Regions from separate parts of the Macaca mulatta genome. Here all the other regions are linked to region 3. The links are chromatin contacts, called in public Hi-C maps. All regions are on one chromosome and are shown on one strand. Each heading gives the region's core, a stretch centred on a gene start, on an enhancer-like site or on the middle of the called end of the contact. The rest is flanking DNA. Distances are from core to core; before and after follow the strand shown. Region 1 holds the start of DHODH (dihydroorotate dehydrogenase (quinone)). Region 2 holds the start of TXNL4B (thioredoxin like 4B). Region 3 holds the start of IST1 (IST1 factor associated with ESCRT-III).

The links. Hi-C and Micro-C count contacts between places; a contact is called where the count stands out from the background.
Region 1: a Hi-C map of fetal cortical plate shows a contact between it and region 3, with 2.6 times the contacts expected there. The contact joins the promoter of DHODH here to the promoter of IST1 in region 3. A contact is called at or near these places in 2 of 14 Hi-C or Micro-C datasets (fetal cortical plate and liver).
Region 2: a Hi-C map of fetal cortex germinal zone shows a contact between it and region 3, with 2.5 times the contacts expected there. The contact joins the promoter of TXNL4B here to the promoter of IST1 in region 3. A contact is called at or near these places in 2 of 14 Hi-C or Micro-C datasets (fetal cortex germinal zone and liver).

The regions. Positions count from the first base shown.
Region 1 is chr20:67,851,472-67,854,483 of T2T-MMU8v2.0, forward strand. It overlaps DHODH (dihydroorotate dehydrogenase (quinone)), which reads right to left and starts at 1,333. Exons shown (of 9, transcript XM_077984538.1): 1 at 1,064-1,333. The coding sequence starts at 1,312. It overlaps LOC709452 (coiled-coil domain-containing protein 25-like), which reads left to right and starts at 2,861. Exons shown (of 2, transcript XM_001097970.5): 1 at 2,861-3,012. It also overlaps a transcript of ZNF821 not described here.
Region 2 is chr20:67,785,834-67,789,077 of T2T-MMU8v2.0, forward strand. It overlaps TXNL4B (thioredoxin like 4B), which reads left to right and starts at 1,804. Exons shown (of 4, transcript NM_001257626.1): 1 at 1,804-2,070. It overlaps DHX38 (DEAH-box helicase 38), which reads right to left and starts at 1,524. Exons shown (of 27, transcript NM_001257881.1): 1 at 1,388-1,524.
Region 3 is chr20:67,979,935-67,982,943 of T2T-MMU8v2.0, forward strand. IST1 (IST1 factor associated with ESCRT-III) reads right to left here and starts at 1,254. Exons shown (of 11, transcript XM_077984559.1): 1 at 1,168-1,254. It overlaps LOC144337700 (a long non-coding RNA gene), which reads right to left. Exons shown (of 4, transcript XR_013411133.1): 4 at 2,352-2,482. It also overlaps a transcript of ZNF821 not described here.

The sequences.
Region 1 (3,012 bases), core at 83-2,582, 130 kb before region 3:
AAGCTGATACTCAAGGGATAAACGAATTGTTGGGAGTCTCTTTGAACCTATTCTGGTTCAATTATTTTTAAAAAGTTAACCAGAAGGCAGTAGGGAGAGGAAAAAGTGTAAAGGCTCTCTCAGTAGCAGAAGAGAATGAGAAAGGGAGAAAGTTTGGAACAGAGGAGTGAGGGAAAGTAAGGCTTAAGACGAAACAGGAGAAATGAGCAGGAGTTTGGCCAAAATCAACATGTGGGTTTTGTTCCCTAAGCCAGGAAATGACATGATCAGATTTGCTTTTAAAGATCCTTCCAAACTGTTAAAGAGATGTAGATCAAGTATTCATTGGCTGGGTGCGGTAGCCCACGCCTGTAATCCTACTACTTTGGGAGCCTGAGGCGGGAAGATCCCTTGAGGCCAATAGTTCTAGACCAGCCTGGGCAACACAGTGAGATCCCATCTCTCTCCATATATTTATTTTAAAAAGAGACTCAGGCCGAGCGCGGTAGCTCACGCCTGTAATCCCAACACTTTGGGAGGCTTACGAGGTCAGGAGTAATCCCAACACTTTGGGAGGCTTACGAGGTCAGCCTGACCAAAATGGTGAAACCCCGTCTCTACTAAAAATATCAAAATTAGCCAGGCGTGGTGGCGCGCGCCTGTAATCCCAGCTACTCAGGAGGCCGAGGCAGGAGAATCGCTTGAACCCGCTAGGCGGAGTTTGCAGTGAGCCAAGATCGCTCCACTGCACTCCAGCCTGGGCGACAGAGCGAGACTCCGTCTCAAATGAATAAATAAAAAGAGACTCAAGGTTTTCATTGCCTCCCTTGGAGACTGCACGCCTCCACCCCCCAACCCCATGCCAATCAACAAATATTTGAACACCTACTACATACGGGGATACAACTAAGAACTTTTCACATAGAGCCCCTCGCCCTAACAAAACTTTACCTAAAAGGACTGGGACCATGTCCTACTCTAGTTTCATTCCCCATTGGATCCTGCACACAACGCTAGGCGGTCATGTGTTCACTAAGCACCCCTGTGCCAGGCTCAAAAACATGGCCCAGACGCAGACACTCACATCAGCACCCATCCAGACCTGCAGGCGCTGTCTGCTCACGCCTGACCGAGTCCACGTGCAAATGCACACGCGCGAGCATTTACAGGCGTCCCCGGAAACACGCACACGTCCCGGGGGGCCCACTCTCCCGGAGCCGCCTTCGGTCCATGCCTCGCCCGGCCTGACTCTCCGTTCTTGCCCGCCCGGACCCCCGGTTCCCGATACACACTGCTCACTCGCGAGACTCACTTTCAGGTGTCTCCACGCCATGCTCCTTCCGTCAATAAGCCCGCCCCTGTCTCCGTTCCATTGGAGAAGATGGCAGCGGCCCCTCCTATCTCCGCCCCTTAGCCGCCAGCCCACCAATCGCCGGGCAGAAGGGTTGAGCGGTCGCCTCCGCGCAGCGGGGAAGGCCCGGCATCACCCCAGGTTCTGGTTGGGTGCGCGTGCGCAGTAGCGGCGGCCACACCTCTTCCGCCCGCCCTGCTCACGGTCTGCCGCTTCGTCGCCGGCGGTTGGCAGAGAAGCTGCTGCGCGGGGTTTGTCCGTGGTACCGCAGCCTCGAATCCGAGAGTCCGCTAGGCGTCGAGGCTCTGTGAGGAAGACAGGTGTTGAGGTCGTGCCACACACCGGTGCCTTTCTGCCTTTCTGCCGGGGCCGCGTTGTGACTTTTGTGGGCCCCTTCCTGAAGTTGTTTTAGTGTAGACATCAAAACGCTGTGTTTCACACCAGAAATATTTGTACAGTTTTTATCACTTTAAAAAATGAATTTTACTGCTGTGTTGATATAAAGATGAATATGTGAATATATAAAGTTTTTCAACTTAAAAGTTGATTTTTCTTAAGGTTTTTTAAGGAAATTAAAACATTTTCTTGAGGCTCGGTGGCTCACGCCTGTAATCCCAGCACTTTGGGAGACCGAGGCAGGCGGATCACTTGAGGTCAGGAGTTCGAGACCTGGTCAACACCCAAAACCCCGTCTCCACTAAAAAAATAAAATAAAATACAAAAAATTAGCCGGGCGTAGTGGCGGGCGCCTGTAATCCCAGCTACTTGGGAGGCTGAGGCAGGAGAATCGCTTGAACCCAGGAGGTGGAGGTTGCAGTGAGCTGAGATCACACCACTGCACTCCAGCCTGGGCGACAACGCGAGACTCTGTCTCAAAAACAAAGAAAAACAACCAAAAAAAAACCCATTTTCTTGAGACCCTAAAAGTGTCAGAGGCCCTTCCCTGGCCCTGCACCTGTTATGCCTCCTGGGGAAAGTGTCCCTGGTTAAACCTTGGCATTCTGGTGCAACAGATGTGGAGGTGTTTTTTTAAATACTGTTTCTAATCAAGACCCTGAGTGTGCAGCCCTGTTGGAGTGTGGTTTACTGCGGGGATTTTTTTTTTTTTTTTAAGACAGAGTCTTGCTCTGTTGCCCAGGCTGGAGTGCAGTGGTGCAATCTCAGCTCACTAGGAGCTCCACCTCCCGGGTTCGCGCCATTGTCCTGCCTCAGCCTCCTGAGTAGCCCAGTTTGGTTCTGACCTCAATGCTCCCACTCAACTTTTGAGTCGTGGTGTGCGTCTAACTGAGTTGCTGAAGCAAGGACAGTGTTCTCCCATGGTTACTGAAGAACAAGTGGCTGTTATCTATGTGGGTGTAAAGGGGGTATCTTGATAAACTGGAGCCCAGCAAGATTACAAAATTTGAGAATGCTTTCTTGTCTCATGTTGTCAGCCAGCACTAAGCCCTGCTGGGCACTGTCAGGGCTGATGGAAAGATCTCGGAAGACTCAGATGCAAAGCTGACGGAGATTGTAACAAACTTCTTGGCTGGATTTGAAGCTTAAACTCCTATGGATTCACATCAAATATCAGTTCAGTTTTGTCATTGTTTGTTCTAGTAAATTAGGTTCATTTGTAAAAGGGTTACTCTCATACTCCTTATGTACAAAAATCACATTTAAAAGTTTCCGTAATGCATTAA
Region 2 (3,244 bases), core at 554-3,053, 190 kb before region 3:
ACGGAGATGGGGCAGAAGGCTACCATCCATGTTCTCCATACTTCAGTGGCTTTTCTTAGCCTAGCTGCGTTTTACAGAAAACAATTTACTCACAGCAGCCAAAATCAGTTTAATAACAATCCATGTTTACCAAAAATATTTATGAGAAATACTAGGTTAGGAAAAGGTGTTACTGAGAAGTATTTAAGTGGCTACAAGACTTCTGGCACTCAAGTTGGAACAAGCTTCTCTTTACCTCTCACTACACATCTGCCACTCATGAACATATACCAGTTCTGGGTGCTTGGATAATTCCTCTCATTCCAACAAGTTAGCAAAGCAAAGGAGGTGCCACCAGAATCCAGAATTTTTTACCAAACTCTAATTAAATGCACAGCTCTATAGAATACTGCCAAACAGACTGGACACATAATATTAATGCAGAAACAAGAGTTACATTTTGAAAATGCCATCAGGCAGAACAGAAAAAAGAAAGCTGCATATTGGTGACATCTGTACGTATGCGAGGAAATCCACACAAGAAAATAAAGATATACAGGCTCTGCTCAATAGTTGTCTAAACTAGGAAATGTACCCTGGACTGCCATTCTACACAGGTGAGAGAACACTGGATGTGTCGTTGACTGCTGTAGTTCAATGTCTAGCAAAATAAGCGTTTGATCAAGTTTAAAATGAATTAATTTAAACTTATTAAAGGAGAACAGAAACCCAAACATTTCTGGAGACAGCAAAGGAAGATTCCAGCAACACATGACAAGGAGGCAGCCAGACAGGACTTAACTAGCTGCTGAGAAGAACAAATAAGAGCTAAAGAGCAAGATTCTTGAGAAGAATTAATGGCAAAGAAACTACAAGGGGTACGAGAAAGCCAGGGAAGAAAGAACCTAGATTCACGCATTCAACAATTATTCACTGAGGGCGTTCCTGAGCCAATTGCTGTTCTCGGCGACAGCAACAGAGAAGACAAGACAAAAATCCCCGCCCACCTGAAGCTGACATTCTAGTAGAAGAGATCGCCCACCAGACTGCCTGGTATAAATAACACTGTGAGAGAGCAGAGGAAGACACAAGGAGTCCTACTCGGGCTGGGAGACAGTCTGGGGTGGGTTACAGCGGAGGCCTGGGAGAGGGAGCAAGGCCACTCCAGGCAGCATTACTGGATCTCGGCGAGGCCGCTCCAGGCAGCAGGATTTGACCAGAGCAAGGAGAAAGGCCAAAACGGGCAGGACGGGTGCAGCATCCCTGAGGTGAGTAAGGCAAGGTGGGTGACAGGGACGACAGAGGAACTCCCCAAACGGGCCCGGACCTAGGCAGGGAACCAATATCCGCCGCCTGGAGCCGCCATCATTATAGAAGAGCAGGCCAGGAAGGAAGAAGGGACTCTCACCTCACCAAGCGCGACTCTTGGGACCCTTCTGTCCCGGATTTTGGGGCGCCGGCGCTGCCACCCCTCGCTTAGACAGGCTCAAGGAGCCAAAATCCACACCTTGAAAGCGGCCATTATTGTCCCTTAATACCTTGCGCGGCCCCCTCTATCCGCCCAAAGCTACCATAGAGAGCAGTCTGGAACACGCCGATTCCTGGATCCAAGTGTGGAACGGAACGCCAACAGGCTCTCAAGGCCTCCTCTGGGGCTCTGATCAGAGACACTTCCGAGTCTCCTTGTGACCAATCACAGTCTAAAAGACGACATCCCGCCTCTAGTCTGAGGGCAGGAAAAGGAGGGGAAAAAGCTCGACCATCTTTAACACTGGCGGAGGTGACGCCTAGCTTCCGGTCAGAGCCGAGCAAGGTGGGCGGTGACTAGAAGCTCTTCTGTTTATTGGGCTGTTGAGCGGGGGCCGACCGACGACTGGGAGTTTGTTTTCTGTGCTTGTGCGTTTTCTATTCGGCTTCCTTCCCGTTAGCGGGGCCACAAGGGTTGCTAGGCAACAGGTCCTGGGTGACTTGGCCTTAGGGTTCTGCCCGGCTTGGGGCTGATGAAAGGAGCCGTCCGCGCCCGGGCTCTTCCGAGAAGGGGTTGCCGACAGTCACAAAGTGGAAGGGAGGGAGGCGGCGTGGACGAGTAAGGTAAGTGCTACGGTCCCTAGCGCGTGTGGGCCAGGAGCAGCGTAACACAGGTGACTTTAAATACATATATCGGATATTTTGGAAAATAGAGATGCGCGCCCCGCTGTAAATAAAAATCACCCGTGCCTTCATACGCAGAGGTGACCACTAATGGTGTTTGGGGATATTTATTTCCAGTTGTTTTTGTGGAATACATTGTAATAAGGTTTTGTACAAAAGTGAGTTCAAAGTTTTTTTCTTTTTTTGGTGTTTCTGCAGTTGTGGCGCGCGCCTCAGGTTCCAGCTACTCGGGAGGCTGAGGCGGGAGGATTGCTTGAGCCTGGGAAGTTGAAACCAACCTGGGCAACATAGCGAGACACCGTCTCAGGAAAAGAGAGGGAGAGAGGAAAGCAGTGGAGTTATTGGTCAAAGAGTATGTTCCCTTTCTTTCCAGAAAGATTTTGTGCCTGCATTCCTGTAGGGACTCCCTGTGTCTGCCCCTACATTCATACTCTTGCCATTATTGTGTGCCACTGTCTTGTTTAATTTTCGCCAATTCAGTGACTTTGTAAACATATCTTATAATTTACTAGTAAAGCTTAACTTTTCAAATGTATTTACTGTCCATTTGTACCTTTTCTTTTGGACTAGAAAGTTGGTGGCCTGTATTCTAGTCCTTGTCGTTGTAACAGGAAGTGCAACTGTAAGCAAGCTAGTTTGTAAAATGACGGGGTTGGATTAAGCCCCTTGTACCTCAGCATTTTATGATTTGTTTATGGAATTGTAGTTTTCACACACACTCTTAACTGATCTGTTTGCCATGTAATGAGGTGCACCTAGAATCTTTAAGCCAGGTTTTGTAATAATATAATGTACACAATAAACGACTGTTTAAAATGTGTAACAACACATGCAAGAAATAATATGCTGCCATGACAAAGAATATGGATGTGTTCTATATAGAGGTATGGGGCAATTTTCATAGGTTAGGTTTGAAATAATGAAAAGTGCAGAAGAGTAGATAAAGTGTGTGCGCTGAACATCTGCCACTGGTCCCTCCACAGCCATTCTTCATCCTCCTCTAGACTTCTCTGGGATGGGGAGGTTTGCCTGCCTCAACAGGCCCCTGCCCTCTGGTTCCAGTTGAAGTCAGCCAGTGGTTTCACGAGCAGAGGTCGGAGGGAGGGAGGAGAGT
Region 3 (3,009 bases), core at 4-2,503:
TAGCCCTCCCCAAGTGCTGGGATTACAGGGCTGAGCCACCACATCTGGCCACTTTTATCTTCTAATGACTATTATCAAGTCCTCCTATCCCAGAAGTTCTTAGGAAGCAAATTTCCCACAAACTATTGACTTGTAGGTACAAAAGCCAAAAGGCTTCTACTGGGAAAGGAAAGGGAAATATATACATATATATTTCAACTATTATTTTGTTAAATTAGAAAATACAGACATAGGAGGGGTATAGATAAAACAAGATTAGGCAAGAGTTGATCGTGTTTGAAGCTGGATGAGGATTCACTGTACTCCTGTCTGCTTGAAATTTTCCATAATAGTTAAAATATTACGTATAATTTTAAAATTCAAGTTTCCCCTAAAGATCTGTTTAAGACCAGACTTTAAGTTTACTACGACAGAGAGTGAAGCTACTGTGTCTTTTGTAATTAAACCTACAGCTCCTGAGTCCCGACCCTCCTCAAAGTTTACGCTGTTGAGTTCCAAGAGCTCACCTCCAGCACCCCGAAAGAGGAGCGCCGACAAAAACAAACAGGAGAGGCGCAAGGATCCTCCCAAGATCTCTCACCACACAAGCAGGGATCCGAGAAAGCGGGCAGAGGCCGCTCCTTGCTTCAATGAAAGAAAATGTAATTTTCTCCGGCCAAAGTGGACCCAAGTCCGGCCCCCCAGCCCAGGAACAAGCCCAGGAAGCCACCCCGCCCACTGGAAGCGTCCGGGATTCAGGGGCATCTGCCTCTCGCAGCACTGGAGGCCCCGACCTTCCCGAAGTCTCTCCAGGCCAGAAAAGACGGGGTAGGGGTGTCGCCGAGGAGCCCTCGCCGAGGCCGCGGTATTTCCGCCCCAGGGAAGATACACCTCGGGGCAAGAGTACTACGGAAAGTTAAGCGGCTTCGGGTATCCAGGACTAGCGGCCTCCGAGCCGCTCGCGGTCCTGCCACGCCCACCCACCCAGGCATGGGCAGCCTCCTACGCCGCGGGCCCTCGAGGGCCTGACCCCCGGTCTGACCCCCACTCCCACGATCCTTCCCTTTCTCCTCAGCTGCCCCCTCCGAAGTCGTTTGAATCCCGGGCCCTAGCGCTAGAGACCGCTAAATCCGGAGCGCAAAGGGAAGAGGAAGAGGAGACCTCTGACGCCGAGGATGCCACACTCACCTAACCGAATCCTGCCGTGAATGCAGCAAACACCGACTTCAGAATCTGGGTTCAGCATCCAAAATGGCGGCTCCTCGGCCTGAGAGCAGCAAGCACGAGCGGAGGGATCCACGGGGCCGAGATAGCCACGCCCTCCTTTCTAGGGATTGGCTGCGCGATCGCCGCTGCCGGGACCCACGCGCTGACTCGGGGCACCTTCCCTTGGTTTCCTTTGGAGTTGGCGCGGCTGGGGACTACTTCCCGTGGCGGAGGCACGGGAGACGATGGCAGACGCGACACGCCGACTGAGTCAGCTGTTGGGCCGTGCCCTTAATTTCGCTCTGGGCGAGGTGAGGCCAGCAATGGCTGCTGGTTCTCGGACTCTGCGCTTATGGCCTCACCGCGCCCAGTGCCTTGGTTCCGGATTCTTCCATAACCTGCTCCCAGTACTGCCTCTGTGACGCCGGGAGTTGCTCCCTGAGATTTGTTGCCGCCCTTCGCTGGACTTTCGCCCTGGGTGGAGCGGCCGGGCGGGTTTCGAAGCCTGCGTATCCCTGACTCTTCACCCAGAGCCTCCGAGTCCCTCTACTGGCTTTTCGCGTTCCCCCGCCCCGCTTTTAAGCCGTCCGGTTGCCCTTTCAACCAGCATCGCTCCGGTCTGTGTGGTGTAATTTAGTAGTGTTCCCCCAGCACCACATTCTCTGGCGATTTCCCTAATTTATCTCGGTATTCAAAGAAAACTTTTTCTTTGGTTACCTTTCAACTTATCTCTACTTAAGTTTGGAAGGGGCCTTCCCAGCACTTTGAGAGGCGGGGCGGGAGGATCTCTTGAGCCCGGAAGTTGCAGACCAGCCAGGGCACCGTGGTGAGACCCCATTGCTTAAAAAAAAAAAAAAAAAAAAAAGTTAAAAATTAGGGAAGCAGCAATGCGCACCTGTGGTCCCAGCTACTCGGGAGGCTGAGGCAGGAAGATCGCTTGAGCCCAGAAGTTCGATGCTGCAGTAAACCGTGATCACGTCACAGTGCTCTAGTCTGGGCTACAGAAAAAAAAAAAAAAAAAGGCCAGGTGCGGTGGCTCACGCCTGTAATCTCAGCATTTTGGAAGGCCGAGGCAGGTGTATCACCTGAGGTTGGGAGTTCGAGACCAGCCTGGCCAACATGGAGACACCCCGTCTCTACTAAAAATACAAAATTACCCGTGGTGGCCGCATACCTGTAATCTCAGCTACTGCGGAGGCTGAGGCAGGAGAATCACTTGAACCCGGGAGGCGGAGGTTACAATGAGTCGAGATCGCGTGATTGCACTCCAGACTGGGCAAGAAGAGCGAAACTCCGTCTCAAAAAAAAAAAAAAAAAAAAAAAAAAAAAAAAAAAAAAAAAAAGGTGGGGGGAAGAAAAAGAAATGAGCCTCTAGAAGGAAGTCATTTGCTTCCTGCTGTAGAGGCTGCATCTGACTCTTGAACCGGGGCAGTCATATGACAAGTAGGAGCTAGCCGTTACCATAAGATGTTGATATGAATTTGGAAATACTGTATCTTTATAACCATTTGCAACATTTCAAGATAAAACCAGGTTCCATGCCGGGCGCGGTGGCACACGCCTGTAATCCCAGCACTAGGGGAGGCTGAGGCAGGTGGATCACCTGGGGTCAGGAGTTCAAGACTAGCCTGGCCAACATGGCGAAACCTCGTCTTTACTGAAAAAAAATACGAAAAAAAAAAAAAAATTAGCTGGGCGTGTTGGCAAACACCTGTAATCCCAGCTACTCCAGAGGCTGAGGCAGGAGAATCGCTTGAACCCAGGAGGCGGAGGTTGCAGTGAGCCGAGATCTCGCCATTGCAATCTAGCCTGCGCCATAGAGCA